Linked DNA regions of Mus musculus: region 2 is linked to region 1. The links are chromatin contacts, called in public HiChIP or PLAC-seq maps. All regions are on one chromosome and are shown on one strand. Each heading gives the region's core, a stretch centred on a gene start, on an enhancer-like site or on the middle of the called end of the contact. The rest is flanking DNA. Distances are from core to core; before and after follow the strand shown.

Region 1 (6,687 bases), core at 3,053-5,552:
GGCAGGCGTATTACTGACTGGTCCTTAACTCTAGTATTCAAATGTTAAAAACCTGTTTCAGTGTTTACAAAGGAAGCCACCACCGGGTGGGAAATGACTTTGTAGTTTCTCATGGTTTTCTAAACTTGCTCTAGAGTATAGAAATGTTTGTATTATCTGGTGACATTTTAGCCAGGTGCACTGTCATATGCTTGGGTGACACTACTTGGACAACAGAGGCAAGGTGACCCTTTGAGCCCAGGAGCTCGGGGGCACCCTGAACACCACAGCAAAACCTCCTCAACTTAAAAAAGAAACAAATCATTTTAGTGAACTTTAAAGGAAAGTAATGTGTATTTGCTTTAGGGCACAAAGAGACATCCTGCCGTCCACCCTGCCACCCACCCTGCCATCCACCCTGCCGCCCACCCTGCCGCCCACCCTGCTGCCCACCCTGCCGTCCAACCAATGTATTTGCTTCTCACTGACTGGGCCCGGCTTCTCCACTAGCAGCTAAAAGTGGGGTTCATCTAGCTGGGCGGTGGTGGTGCACGCCTTTAATCCCAGCACTTGGGAGGCAGAGGCAGGAGGATTTTTGAGTTTGAGGCCAGCCTGGTCTACAGAGTGAGTTCCAGGACAGCCAGGGCTACACAGAGAAACCCTGTCTCAAAAAACAAAACAAAACAAAAACAAATAAAACAAACAAACAAAGAAACAAACAAGTGGGGCTCATCTAAAGCTCTCAGAGAGTCTCATAGGCTGGAGAGCCGTTAGTGCTGGCACGCAGGGACCATGGTGCTTTTCATCATGGTACCGAGTGACCGTTTTTTTTGACAGCAGGTTCAGAGGCTTATAGAGGCAGCAACAGGCATGTCCCTGCTCTGCCAAAAGGCATCCTGGAGCCCACCCATGTAGGCTCCCTTATAGCCAGAAGCAACTGAGACCTTTAGGGGTCCCACCCTTCCTAGGATGTCTGCATAAACCTGGGGAGAGAGTCCACTGGAGAAACCCAAGCCCCAGGATGCTTTCATTTTGTGGTGTCTTCGTAAAGGGGAGGAAAGTCAGGAGTGTCATGGGCATGAGTGCCGTGAGTGTCTAAGGATCTAATTAGGCGTCCCTGTCATCTAGTTTTATGTCAACTGTATATAAGCTAGAGTTAACTGAAGCAGGGGAACCTCGATTGAGAAAATCCCTCGTTAACATCTGGCTGTGGCACATTTTCTTAATTAGCGATTGACAGGGGAAGGCCCAGCCCATTGTGGGCGGTGCCATCCCTGAGCTGGTGGTCCTGGGTTGTCTAAGAAAGCTAGCTGAGCAAGCCCCAGTGAACAAGCCGATGGTAACTCTTCTGTGCAGGTTATCAGCACAGTCTCTTTTAGTCTCTTCCTCTGCCCAAACCCCTTGGCAAGTCTGGGAATCCTCCAGTTTCCACTTTGAGTCTCTGTGGAAGGCAGAAACCATCTTCAGGTCAGAAGATGGACTTTAGGAGGGTCACTTTCTTGGATTTTTTTTTTTTTCTGGTTGTGTCAGGTGACCTGGGCGTGACCTCCCAGCAAGATGGGGCCAACAGCTCCAGTCGTGAAGGGGACGCCTTTCAGTGCTGGTGACCTCAGTAGAGCCATATGATCTCCAGCACTGTGGAGACAGGTGCCAACCTAGGGCCTTGCAGTGGCTCCTGTCTTACAGAAGGTTACCCTGCTCCACATCAGCTTCCCAGGTGGTTCTCCAGCCTCCCAGGACAGCGCTCTCTCAGCTGAGCTAGGCACTGGCTGGAAGCTCTCTCTGTGTGAAGCTGGGTGCTGGCTGATTTCTCACAACCTCTCAGCCTCCAAAAACAAAGACAGGAAGCAGAGCCTCCTATGAACTTTCTTCCCTTCTCCATCTCACTGTGTGTGGCACCTACCATTTACAACATAAGTCACAAGGAAACCCACAAACCCATTGCTGCCTCAGGGTTTTAGGTCCCTGGGGTCTTTTATTGTCCCTTTTTATTTTCTTCTGAGATTGATGTGGCTTTAGATAGGATGGTTTTCAGTGTTACAGAAGCACACGGATGGAGATAAACTGCCAGGGAAGCCGGGGGAACTGCTAGGGTAAATTTCTGATGGGAGAACTTCCAGTTTTCATGGCTGTGGTCCTGAGACGACTGAATGACCGGGCAGGAGAGGATGCGGGGGATAAGAGGAGGGATTTAGATGCCAGGGATGGTGAAGGAATGCCTCCTTCAGGTAGGCAATTTTTTTTTCTCTCATTCTGTCGACCATGGTTTATTTTCTTTTACATCCCCTGCCCCATGCTGTGAGAGCAAAAATCCCCACTCTCCAGCCTCCCTTCTAAGTTTCCCTTCCGCTCCGTATCTCCTGGGTATCGGAAAAGAATCTCGTGTGTATCTTCATAGTTGCCAGATACAGGGAGGGGTCAGGCATAAGCCTGCTAGGTACATTATACGCTGAAATAACGGGATGATGTGAGCCAATGTCTCCTCACTCCAGACAGGGCACCAATGACAGATGCAGTCCCAATGACAGACCAGAGGAATGATGGCATTCAAGTCCAGAGCTGATGAGTAGGGCACAGGAAGGGGTGGCTGGAGTCTCAAGTGAGGGTCTGCTGACCCTCCCCACTCCTCCTCCTATGAGGGACTGGTCTCTGATCTCCCAGAGGGCCTCTTACCATCCTGAGCATCTCTTTGTGGGTAGTCACAGCAGCTTTGATAAGGATGTGTGGTGGTTTGAATGAGGCGTCCCCCATAAGACTCAGACGTTTGATGACTTGGCCCCCGGTTGGTGGCACTGTTTGAGGAGGATTAGGAGGTGTGACCTTGCTGAAGGATGTATGTCACTGAGGGCCCGCATTGACATTTCAAAAGACTTGTGCTACTTTGACCATGACCTCCCAGTTTCCTCCTGCTGCCCCCGCCTTTATAGACTCTGTATCTCTAAGTCCCAAATAAGCCCTTTCTTCTAGACGTGGCCTTGATTGAGGTGGTTTTTTATCCCAACCACAGAAAAGTGATTAATACAAGATGCTAATAGCTTTTTACTGCCCAGAGGAGCATTCCTGTGTGGACTGGAGCCTCATAGGGAGAGAGGAAGAGTCCTAGAGGTAATTTTCAAGTCTAGCCACCCTCTCAATTCAGGTTCTCCCTTCCCAGATGAGTAGAGCCTGTGTCAAGCTGACCAAACACAAAACCAGAACTACAGCAACATGCTTGCACCACCATGCCCATAAGTGCTGGGGATTTGAACTTAGGTCCTCTTGGCCATGTAACAGGCACTTTACCAACTGAGCATCTCCCCAGCTTTGCAAGGACCTTTTGCATGCAGATATCTTGCTGCCGGGTCCTCTGGAATCTGTGATGACCACACTTGCATGTAGGGGCTCTTGTACTGGGCAGCTGGTTCAGGGTGGGCTATGGACCAATGGAAAGGCCTCCTCCAAAGCCAGGATGTAGTTTTGAGATCACAATTAAGTCACCGGGTCCATGAGTCCAGGTCTGTGAAGTGGCTGCTTGTCCTTTTAACACAGAGCAGCCGGTCGGACGGATAGGCTTTTAATATTACTGGGTGTTTTGGTTCTATTGCCTGAGCATAAAATTTATTTTACCTGGATCCTTGGAATGAGGAACATTTTAGTGGATGGTTTGCTTAATGGATGAGAAATCTTTCGCTAATAGTGAGCCTGCCGCTTCCGCAGCTGCACATTTAATTTCTGCCAATTATGCCGACCCATTTGCTTATTCATAAGTGTTCAAGGTACAGCTGCAATGGCTTTTGGGGCCTGTCAAAACATGCACTACCTGAGAAGACCAGGAAATGAAGTGAGCCGCCTTCCACGGGCAGCTTCTGGCCCCTCTGATCTGAGCAGCTGGTGCCTGTTGGGGCCATAAATGGAAACACCCTTTATAGCTACGAGCTAAAAAGGTTGCAGGTACATCTCTGACTGTGCTTCTTGAGTTCCGAGGTGGGGCCCAGGTGTCTCTCTGCCTCAAGGTCAGTACTAGAGCATGGGAACTACTTCAGTTCTCTTCCCACAAAGTTTCCTTGGGCTCCGGTGGACTCTCTTCCCGGCACAGGCATGGGAAGAGCTTCCTTTATAGGCTCCGGCCGGACAGAGGCGAGTACACGCCTGCTCTCCATCCGCAGTGTGTCCTCGTCCTTGTTCCTTAGAAGACCTGAGTTCTTGACTGGACACAGTTGGAGCGTGAGATAGAGTGCAGCTCGCTGTCTTGAGGTGCAGCTGCCCAAGCCTGAGGACCCACAAAACAGCCAGATGCTGCGGCATTCAGTAGAACCTCGGAACTCAAGGCTGAGGGGACAGAGATGGGAAAAATCCCAGGACCTCATGGCCAGCCAGTCAAGACAAAACAGTGAGCTTAGGGTCCCTGAGAGTCTGGGGGAAAAAAAAAAAAGGGTTGGAGGTTGGAATTAATTGGGGAAGAAAACTGACATCCACTTTTGCCCTCCACAGGCATCTGCTTAAGTGAGTACACACACACACACACACACGCACACACACACACTAAAAAAAAAAAAATAGAGCATGCCTAAATTTGAATTTCAAAAATGAATGTATATTTTGGTATAACTATTTTCTCATGCAATGCTTAGGTTATATTTACAGGAACAAATTTTAATCTACAATTCATATATACCCAGCCACCTGCTTTTTATTTCCTGTGTCAGGCATCGTTAGCAGGGGCCCTGTTCACAATAGCTTTTTCTTTTTGTATTGTTTGCAAAAGTGCTATAACTCCTCTAAGGATCCTAGGGCTGCTTTCGGGGTGGGGGTGGGGGTCCAGGAAAATGACGGCAGTAAGGAGGCGTGCCCATGTTCCTCCTCTGCTCCCAGAAAGAGTGGTATCTCAACATGGAGAGAGAGAAAGAGACAGACAGACAGACTGACCAGAGTGTCTCATTGCCATGGGTAAAACAGATACAGCATTTTAGAAAAGATACTATGTGATCTCCAAAAACTCCAAAGGAGCCCAGCACACACTGAGACACTTTGCTGGAAGACTCCCTCGGCCAGGTGGATGCATCTGTCTGTTTTACACTGCCCCCCCCCCCCCTGCAGCTAACAGCCAGGTCTCATCAGTCATTGACAGACATAAAAGGATCACGTAAGGAATTAGCCAATCTCGTGGTAATTACTTAAAGAGGCCTCATTTGGGCCAAGGGCATATCACGAAAGAGGGATCGGATGTGGCAAATGTCAGGCTACTCTCCTTGCAGTCAAGGAGATGCAGATTAAGGGAGCTATGACATGCTCTTTTCCATAGATGAATGGGTCTTTGAGAAGTGCTCAGTACTGACTGAAGTTTGGCCAGTGAGAGCGACAAAATGCTGTTCATCGTGGTGCTCATGGTAACATCTTCCTGCACCCTCCCAATTTCTGACCGTTTGCACAGGTTAGTGTTCGAGATGATATTTAATAAGGAAACACTTTAGAAGCAGCCTCAGGGCCCAGAGGCACGAGAAAGCCAGGACTAATCTGTATTGCTCGACAGTGCCTGAAAGAACATTGAGTCACAGGAGAAATCGTTTGTCGCATTCGGTGGGAGCAGAGAGCAGCCTGATATCGCTTAAGTGATATCTCAGCCTAGTGCAACCCTGCGTAGGGATGCACAGAAGGGAGGGCACCCTCCTCCCTTATTATTTATTTATTTATTTTGTCAATGAGGTCGTGGTGGCTTGCAACATCTGTGTACTTGTTCAGTTTCCCACAGTTCCTTTAGCATGCGTTTATAATTTTGAAAGAAAATCATAGCTGGGATGTTTTGGGTGAGTTATGTTTCCCCACAGTAAGGAGGATGCATAGGATGTGGCGATCTCTTCAACCCAAAGTTCACATTCAATCCCCCCAGGACACTTGGGTGAATGTCCTGACATTGCTTTTTAAGCTGGGACCCTTACATTTGTATCTCCCAGAAGTCAGTTCGAAGGGCTCCCTAAGACTCGTGTATAGTCTGGTAAGATTCGGTGACAGAAGATGACTGAGTGGGCAGAGATGCCCGTAATGTTCTTCCTGCCCTTACTGTCTCCTGACAAATGGCAGGCCGGTTTTATTGCCACTGTGCATCTGACCCACCTGCCCGGTTCCTGACAGTTGGGGTCACAATTCAAATGCCCAACACGTTCTAAAGATAACCACGCAGCGAAATTACTCACAAGGCAAAACACCCCTGTGGAAACCCCTTCTCTCCTTTAAGCCATCTGGACTGAGACCCCCCAGAATACCAAAAGCCAAGAATTCACTTTGTTTTTCTCACCCTCTTCTTGAAGCCTTCTCCTTGACTACCAGCATGAGGCCAAGATCAGTTTGTAGAGGGAGTGGAGCAGAGAAAGCATGACGTGGTGTGGACAAAGGGGATGTGCTTTCATTTGCTTATCTCTATTCTTAAATTCATGTGTGTGTGCCTAGGTGTGTGTGTGTGTGTGCGTGCACATGTGAGCACAGTTGCCCATAGAAGCCAGAAGAGGGTGTGTGTCCCCTGGAATGTAAGTCACAGGTGGTCATGAGCTCCCTGACACAAACGCTAGGAAAGAGAAGCAAGTGCCGCCATCGCTCTGTTACGGGTTCCGCTGATGAACACAGTCCACGAAGCCAAAGTACAAAGGTGGGGTGCATCACGTCACACAGGGTGGGGCTTTGCCCATTCTGGATGGGAAGAAATGGGAACATGGGACGCCCTGTGGCAAGAGGTGG
Region 2 (6,687 bases), core at 2,309-4,808, 240 kb before region 1:
GGCTTTTTTTTTTTTTTTAATGATGCTTTAGGCCCTCTCCTCTTCCTCCCTCTTCTCTTCCCCCTCTTTCTCTTCTCCTCCTCCTGGTTCTGATTTTGTAACATCAATGTTCTCCATTCTCCACTCCATCTCTGCTTGGGAAGGCTCTCTCCTAAAGACCTTTTGCCTGCAGTTCTCTGACTTAGGACAAAAAAAAAAAACCCAGGGAACTAGGGGAGGGATGTAGGCTTTTCATGAATGTCAAAGATGCTTTTATTTATTTATTTATTTATTTATTTATCTATCAAGAATTAAAGTGTTTCTTGGGCTGGAGAGATGGTTAAGAGCTCTGACTACTCTTTTAGAGGTCCTGAGTTCAATTCCCAGCAACCACATGGTGGCTCACAACCATTTGTAATGGGATCCGGTGCCTCTTCTGGTGTGTATGAAGAGAACAATGGTGTACTCACATACACGAAATAAATAAATAAATAAATAAATAAATAAATAAATAAATAAATAAATAAAATAAAAAACCGGATGGAGTCTAGTCACACCCATTGTCCCCATTGTCCCCAGGAGGTGAGGATTCCGTCCTCCCTCAGTGGAAACTGAGGCTTAGAGAGTTAAAGTGCTTGGTGGAGTGAGCACTTGGACGAGAACCAGCTGGCCCCAAGTCTTCTGTGATTTTCACCATGTCCCAGCTGATGCTCAGTGGGTCGAAGCTGGTGGCTGGTACCTTAGGCCTTAGTTGGAAGCCACTGGCTCAAGTGACCTCCATGCTGAGAAAATAATGAGAATTCTGTTGGCTTGGCTTAAGATGTGAAGCACCAGGTCAACCCACAATTAAGCTATCTATCACAGTTATAAAATGTGTGTGTGTGTGTGTGTGTGTGTGTGTGTGTGTCACTGTCTGTGCTGGGCACCTCCAGCAGCTAATACTTCAATGGGGGGGGGGAAGGGCACCAAGTCACATAACATGTGAATTGCGTGGAAATGAGCCTATGAATAAAGGATGTGAGCGTCAGGACACAGCCCTTCCCAGGGGGCTTCTCAGGAAGTTAGGGGCTGGGTCTTGGGTGTAGGAAGAGTTAGGTAAGCGTTTGGGACAGGAGGTCCAGCCAGGGAGAGAAGAACTGGTCAAGGGCCGAAGTGTCCAGCATCTCTAGTTCACGTGCCTGAGCACGTTTCATTGAAGCAGAGGGCTTCTCCAAGTGATTGCCTAACACTGGTCGAGGCTGCAGGGATGTTAAAGATGTAGCAAGCAACAGGCAGGTGCGATTGATTCGTGCCCACCTCTGTCTCTGATTCGTTCTCACGGCCAAGTGATGGCCTGGCTTTTCTTTCTGCAGTAATTTCCCCAGCACATGCTTGGTCAGTGAGGTCTAGGATTTTCGCATTTGCATTTTGGGGACCCATGGCATTGTGTCTACATTGGGTAAGCAAGCAGAAGCAGGCAGCCATTACAACCAGAAGCCATAAAGAAACTCCTTTTAGTATCCCCAGATTAACTTGGGTTATTTCCCCTGTCTTCCCCCCACCCCCTTCTTTCTCATCTTGTCAGTGACTTAATTCTATAGACCCAGAATCCTATTCAGGCTCCCTACAGTGAGACCTCACAGTAACCAGGAGCTCATGCCATCTATGGACAGTGATAGGGTACTTCAATGTCTGACTAGGACTGAAGACCTCCCCTGGGCTGTAGAATCCCTGTCTAAAGCCAAAAGGAGGAGTGGGGGAGGGGGAGGAGGAGGAAGAGGAGGGGAAAGAGGAAGACAGAGGTGGGACAAGGCCGGATGTGTTTCTTCAGCCCTCACTGTGCAGAACCAGAATGAATGGCGGGGGGTCTAGGGGTGTGTGTGGAGGGGGTGTCACCTTTCTCTGAAATGAGCTGAGACACATCTCCACTTTGGGGAGGGAAGTCTGGGAAGGTGGGTGGAGGTCATATGCTGGGAACCCCATGTCTGAGGAAGACACGAGCTTAGAACCTAGGCGCCCTATGTAACAAGCCCAAGACCTCCAAGTGGCGTCTTTTCCTTTTCCAATCATCTCACTGCAAGTGAATTGCAAATGCCACCGGGCGATACTTGTTGAATTGTGCTTAAATTAAATGCCCTGGGAAGTCAGGCTCTCTGCTTTGCTGCTAAATACTGGCCTGTAGCTTGGTGGGTGGCGTCCCCTGGCTCCGATGGAAAGAAGGGTTTCCACTCAGGAACCCCCTCTTTCCCTCCCACAGACTGCTCCACAACTAGAGGAGGGACAGGTGGGTTTAGTTTCTTTCCAGCATCTTTCTGTTGTGAGCCCTCAAGACCTCCCCATCTCCAAGCCTACCAGACACCTACACACACACACACACACACACACACACACACACACACACACACCCCTCCAAGAATCTGAGGTTGGAACTTGCAGCAGCCCTGTGTAGCCCACCACGATGCTAGAGTGCCCCTCGCCATTGGGGCGAAGGTAGATAAGCGAGGCTCAGGACGATGGAGTTAGTGTGAGGAAAATATTTAGGGTCATAACTCGCTGACTCTGGAAACAACGTGTTCCCTAAGGGATCTTTACCGTTTCTAGGCAGACTGAGGGAGAGTGGATTGCGGTGCCTGCAATGTCCAGCTTCGAAACGCAGAGGGGACTGAGGTGCCAGGGGCAGCTAGGAGCGCTGACAGTCGCTTGGGGACCTGACCATTCAGTAGCTGGTTCTCTCCAATCTAGACAGATTCTCTGCCTGAGGGCGGCGGGTGGGGGGGGGGGGGAGGGAGGGGGACCTGACCGCAGACGAATTTGGGCTGCCTCCCCATCAGGGCGATAAAGAGCCCTGAAGAATCTGCTTTCCTTCTTTTTCGGTGACGTCCCCATCACTGTCCCTCCCTAACTTAGGTCTCAGACTGTGGACCCTGTGGTGGCACTTGGCATGTCCCTTCTCCTTTAGCTGGTGTCTCTTTCCTCGGACCAGGGCTGTTTCGCAGGTGGCTAGGAAACAAGTTGTCCCCATCGGACACGCAGGGCACACGCCACGGTACTTGGGCATTTTCTTTGAGAACAAATCCGTCCCAGAACACACTACCTTTCCACCCCAGACACCACGATATGCATCTTTCATCCACCTGTCACCTCCAAAGGCACAAAAACAGAGAATTTGCGCGCCGGGACCAACGTGCAGGTCGCCGGGATCGGCGGTCTATCCCCAGAACAGATGCATGCAGGTGCCCAAAGTGTGCTTGTCCCTCCCTCCATCTCACGGTGACACACGCGTATGCACACTGGCACCCCTCACCTTGGTTTTCCTCGAGCACTCGCTTCCCTGTGTTCTCTAGCACCCAGAAGCTGTTCTTTTACCCAGCTGGGCGTCCAGGAGCACAGCAGGCTTAGCGGGTGTTTGGCGCTCAGCAGTGGCTCCCGGGGCTCCCAGCTTCCTTGGCTGGCTCGTGCTGGCCCTTCTGGCGTCTGAGAGAGCTTGCCCGGGCCCCGAGAGAGCTAGCTTGGCCTGTAGATCATTGACGCCCAGCCGCGGACTGGTGCTCCAGGCGCCGGTGGCCTCGCGAGCGCGCCGGTGGCTGCGCCGCTAGCAGTGGCCCGGGCGGGTGGCAGCCCCTGGGCACACTTCCCCACGCCCCCGCCCGTGACGTCACGGCAGCTTGGCTCCGCCTGCCGGGTCCTGTTGGACCCGGTGAGCAGAGTGGAGAAAACCTGCGGGTGGCCCAGGATAAGACAGCAGACCTTGATGCTGTTGGATGGTGAAGCGATGTCAGTGTCTCCACGACTCCTCCCTATGAGGGCGCGCGTGGCTTTCTTTCCGATTTCAGTGACTCGGTCTGGTTTTACCCAACAAATTCCAGGCAGCTGGTGCGGCGACTTGGGTGACCTAGACTAGCTCCGGGACCTTTAAGACGTGTTCTCAAGTTTGCAAAGCCGTGCCTACCACGGTCCAGTCCCGGGAACAGGGCACAGGTTGCAGAGTCAGGCTAAGGGCAGAGGAAAAAGGGGTGACAGCAGCAAGCGTGTCTCCCGTGCAGGCGCCTGCAGGTGTGCAAGCGCGGGGCACCTGGCTTCAGTTCCTGCAGCCAGCAGGCTCCGCGGGCTCCACCGCTCTCCCAACTGGAGGCCCCGGGCCATGCAGTCTCTTCTAGCTTTAATTTAGCCCGTCAGTCACTGCTTGCTGGTCTGACCCAGCCCCAGCCCAACCGTTCCGCCTACGCGCGCTGTGGCGCTCTGCGGGAGCAAGGAGGGACTCACAAGAAGTGGGAGATGTGTCGCATCAAGTTGCAGCTATTTATTTTTTGACTGTGATGATTCAGCCGATGTTCCAATAGTTTAATAAGTCATAATCAATCCTGTAGCCTCCCTTCCTTCACCTCTTAACACTCCCCCAGAGAGAGAGAGAGAGAGAGAGAGAGAGAGAGAGGAGAGAGAGAGGAGAGAGAGGGGAGAGAGAGGAGAGAGAGAGGGGCAGAGACAGACAGACAGACAGAGACAGTGAGTGCACCCTGGTGGTTTCTAGAACATGAAAAATCAGAAAACAAACCCCCCCCCCCCCGATTAGCTTTCTCTGTGGGTCCTGATGCAGCCATCCTGTTTTTGATCTGCTTGCGGGTTCATCGGGGAAAAGCATAAATCCAGGAGTTGTGTATGTGCGGTGAGTTTTGACAGGGAGCCAGGCAGCAGGTAAAAGCAGCCCGGAATTCTTGTAAGTCAGAGTGTCGCTCACTGGCACCATCTCTACGAGATGTGTGGGCTCTGTGGACTTGATGGAGATTGAAGCAGTGGTTGTCGGGTCCTAGTGTTGTGTGGGTTGGCTTGTCTTTAGGTTTTTTTATGGGCGGGGTTGAAGGGTTGAATAGTGCAGCTCTCAGAACGAGGGGAGTGGCCCTGGGGGAAAGAAGGGGCCCTGAGTGAGCTCAGGCCTCCTCCTCCCTGAGACACAGTTGTTACAATGCCTATTGCCCCCTCTAGTTAAAAACCCTTCCGGGAACAGAGAAGGATGAAGAGCCAGGAAGTGTCCATTCTGAGCTCGGCTCTCTTCGAGTGTCATGAGACCTTGTAAAAGTTCGTCACCTGTTGCTGCAGTTTGTGTATTGTCTAGCAAAATAGCTCATTCAAAAACAGGAACCCCTGGTTCTCAGTAGTTCCTTCTCTCATACACAAGGTGACCCCCAGGGGGCAGTGTACAGGTTTTTTTGGTTTCTGTACTTTTGGTTCCATATCAACACCACCAGCAAAAAAGCAGGCTGTCCTTATCAGCTAAATAATCCTTTCCCAAACAACGTGGGGATCATTTCTGTATGCTCTTAACATGCTGAGCACACACAATAAAATCCACCCTCCGTGCACTTGGGAAGTCTTCCCTCAGCTCTCTCAGAGTCAGGTCTGCCAGGCTCAGCCCCAATGGATAGATGAAACCAGGGCATGCCTATCTCTTTTGCAGCTGGGCCCCGTGAGATCTGAACACTTTGACCTTGAGAGCAGAAAAGGTCATCTAGAACAATTATTGATTTTGTCCGGTCCGGTTGTGTGCCTCTCTCCCCTCCCCCGACCTGTGAATGCCTCCACAGAGCTCTGAGATCACCTTTGGCTTCGCTGCACCGCCCCTCCAGCCTCCAGGTTTGAGTTCCCAATCCTGGTTTGACAATACCCTGCCCTTTTGACACCCACCCAGCAATCTGCCGCAGGCCTGTCCTTCCTCAACAGCTCCTTTAGTAACTATGTAACGAGACCTTGAACCAGAAAAATACACGGGTTGCAAAAGAGATAACCTCCTCACTGGCTTGCTTGGTATCTTTTTTTTTTTTTTAAAGATTTTTTATTTATTTTTATGTATGTGAGTACACTGTAGCTCTCTTCGGACACACCAGAAGAGGGCATCCAATCCCATTACAGATGGTTGTGAGCTGCTTGTTTGCTGCGAATTGAATTCAGGATCTCTGGAAGAGCAGTCAGTGCTCTTAACCACTGAGCCATCTCTCCAGCCCCTTGCTTGGTATCTTTAAGCCAATGAAACAAACACCTCTTCATTTTTGCACTTACCAGAGGGACGCTAGGTGGCAGGAAATGAAGAACGGTAATGGCCTGGGAGTTCAGCAGACAACGGACCGGGAACTCTCAAGTAGGTCATTCTGTCTGGTCGCTTAGAGGCTTTATCAACTAAATGGAGAGCAATTGTTCCTCTGCTGTCCATTTGGTGGAAGCAAATGTTGCAGTTTAGCTTATGGTGGAAGCAGTTTAGCTTAGAGGAACGTGTGAGGCATAGGAGAACTGGATTGATTGGTGGTGTTGAATGGCAGGCCAGGCATCTGGCACAGGGTCTGTCATCTGCACATGTGACATTTCTATGGATGGAGAAAGAGCAAGGCCCCTTAAGCTGCAGCATGTTAAATGTGGGGTGCTTTGGAACTCACTGTGTAGTTCAGGCTGGCCTCAAACATGTGACGATCCTTGACTGCCTCTGCCTCTGCCTCCTGCCTCTGCCTCTGCCTCTGCCTCTGCCTCTGCCTCTGCCTCTGCCTCTGCCTCTGCCTCTGCCTCTGCCTCTGCCTCTGCCTCTGCCTCTGCCTCTGCCTCTGCCTCTGCCTCTGCCTCTGCCTCTGCCTCTGCCTCTGCCTCTGCCTCAAGAGCTGGGACTGCAGGTCTGTGAGGCCACACCTGGACTTGATGTTTTGTTTGGAAACTATGGCATGTGATTACCATGAATTTTTAAGGACATGC

What was found. HiChIP or PLAC-seq counts read pairs in DNA pulled down with a chosen protein or histone mark.
Region 2: an H3K4me3 HiChIP or PLAC-seq map of the SCID.adh cell line shows a contact between it and region 1, with 11 read pairs. The contact joins the promoter of Sstr2 here to the enhancer-like site in region 1. A contact is called at or near these places in 15 of 39 promoter capture datasets (the 3T3-L1 cell line, 3T3-L1-derived adipocytes, the HPC-7 cell line and 10 more), 3 of 484 Hi-C or Micro-C datasets (cerebellar granule neurons, cerebellum and nephron progenitors), 12 of 115 datasets of contacts at active chromatin or transcription factors (DN3 thymocytes, the SCID.adh cell line, T-cell acute lymphoblastic leukemia and 8 more) and 2 of 9 other capture datasets (adipose tissue and embryonic stem cells).

The regions. Positions count from the first base shown.
Region 1 is chr11:113,376,231-113,382,917 of GRCm38.p6, reverse strand. All of the region lies in intron 5 of Slc39a11 (solute carrier family 39 (metal ion transporter), member 11), which reads left to right. Among named protein-coding and RNA genes, the nearest start is that of Gm42094, 15 kb to the left of the region's middle. Within about 2 kb of position 4,302, at least 7 of the 459 cell types and tissues checked have an H3K27ac peak or open chromatin away from gene starts, as enhancers often do. A contact at or near this core is called in the SCID.adh cell line, where this site is marked.
Region 2 is chr11:113,616,198-113,622,884 of GRCm38.p6, reverse strand. Sstr2 (somatostatin receptor 2) reads right to left here and starts at 3,558. Exons shown (of 2, transcript NM_001042606.3): 1 at 3,263-3,558. It also overlaps a transcript of Slc39a11 not described here.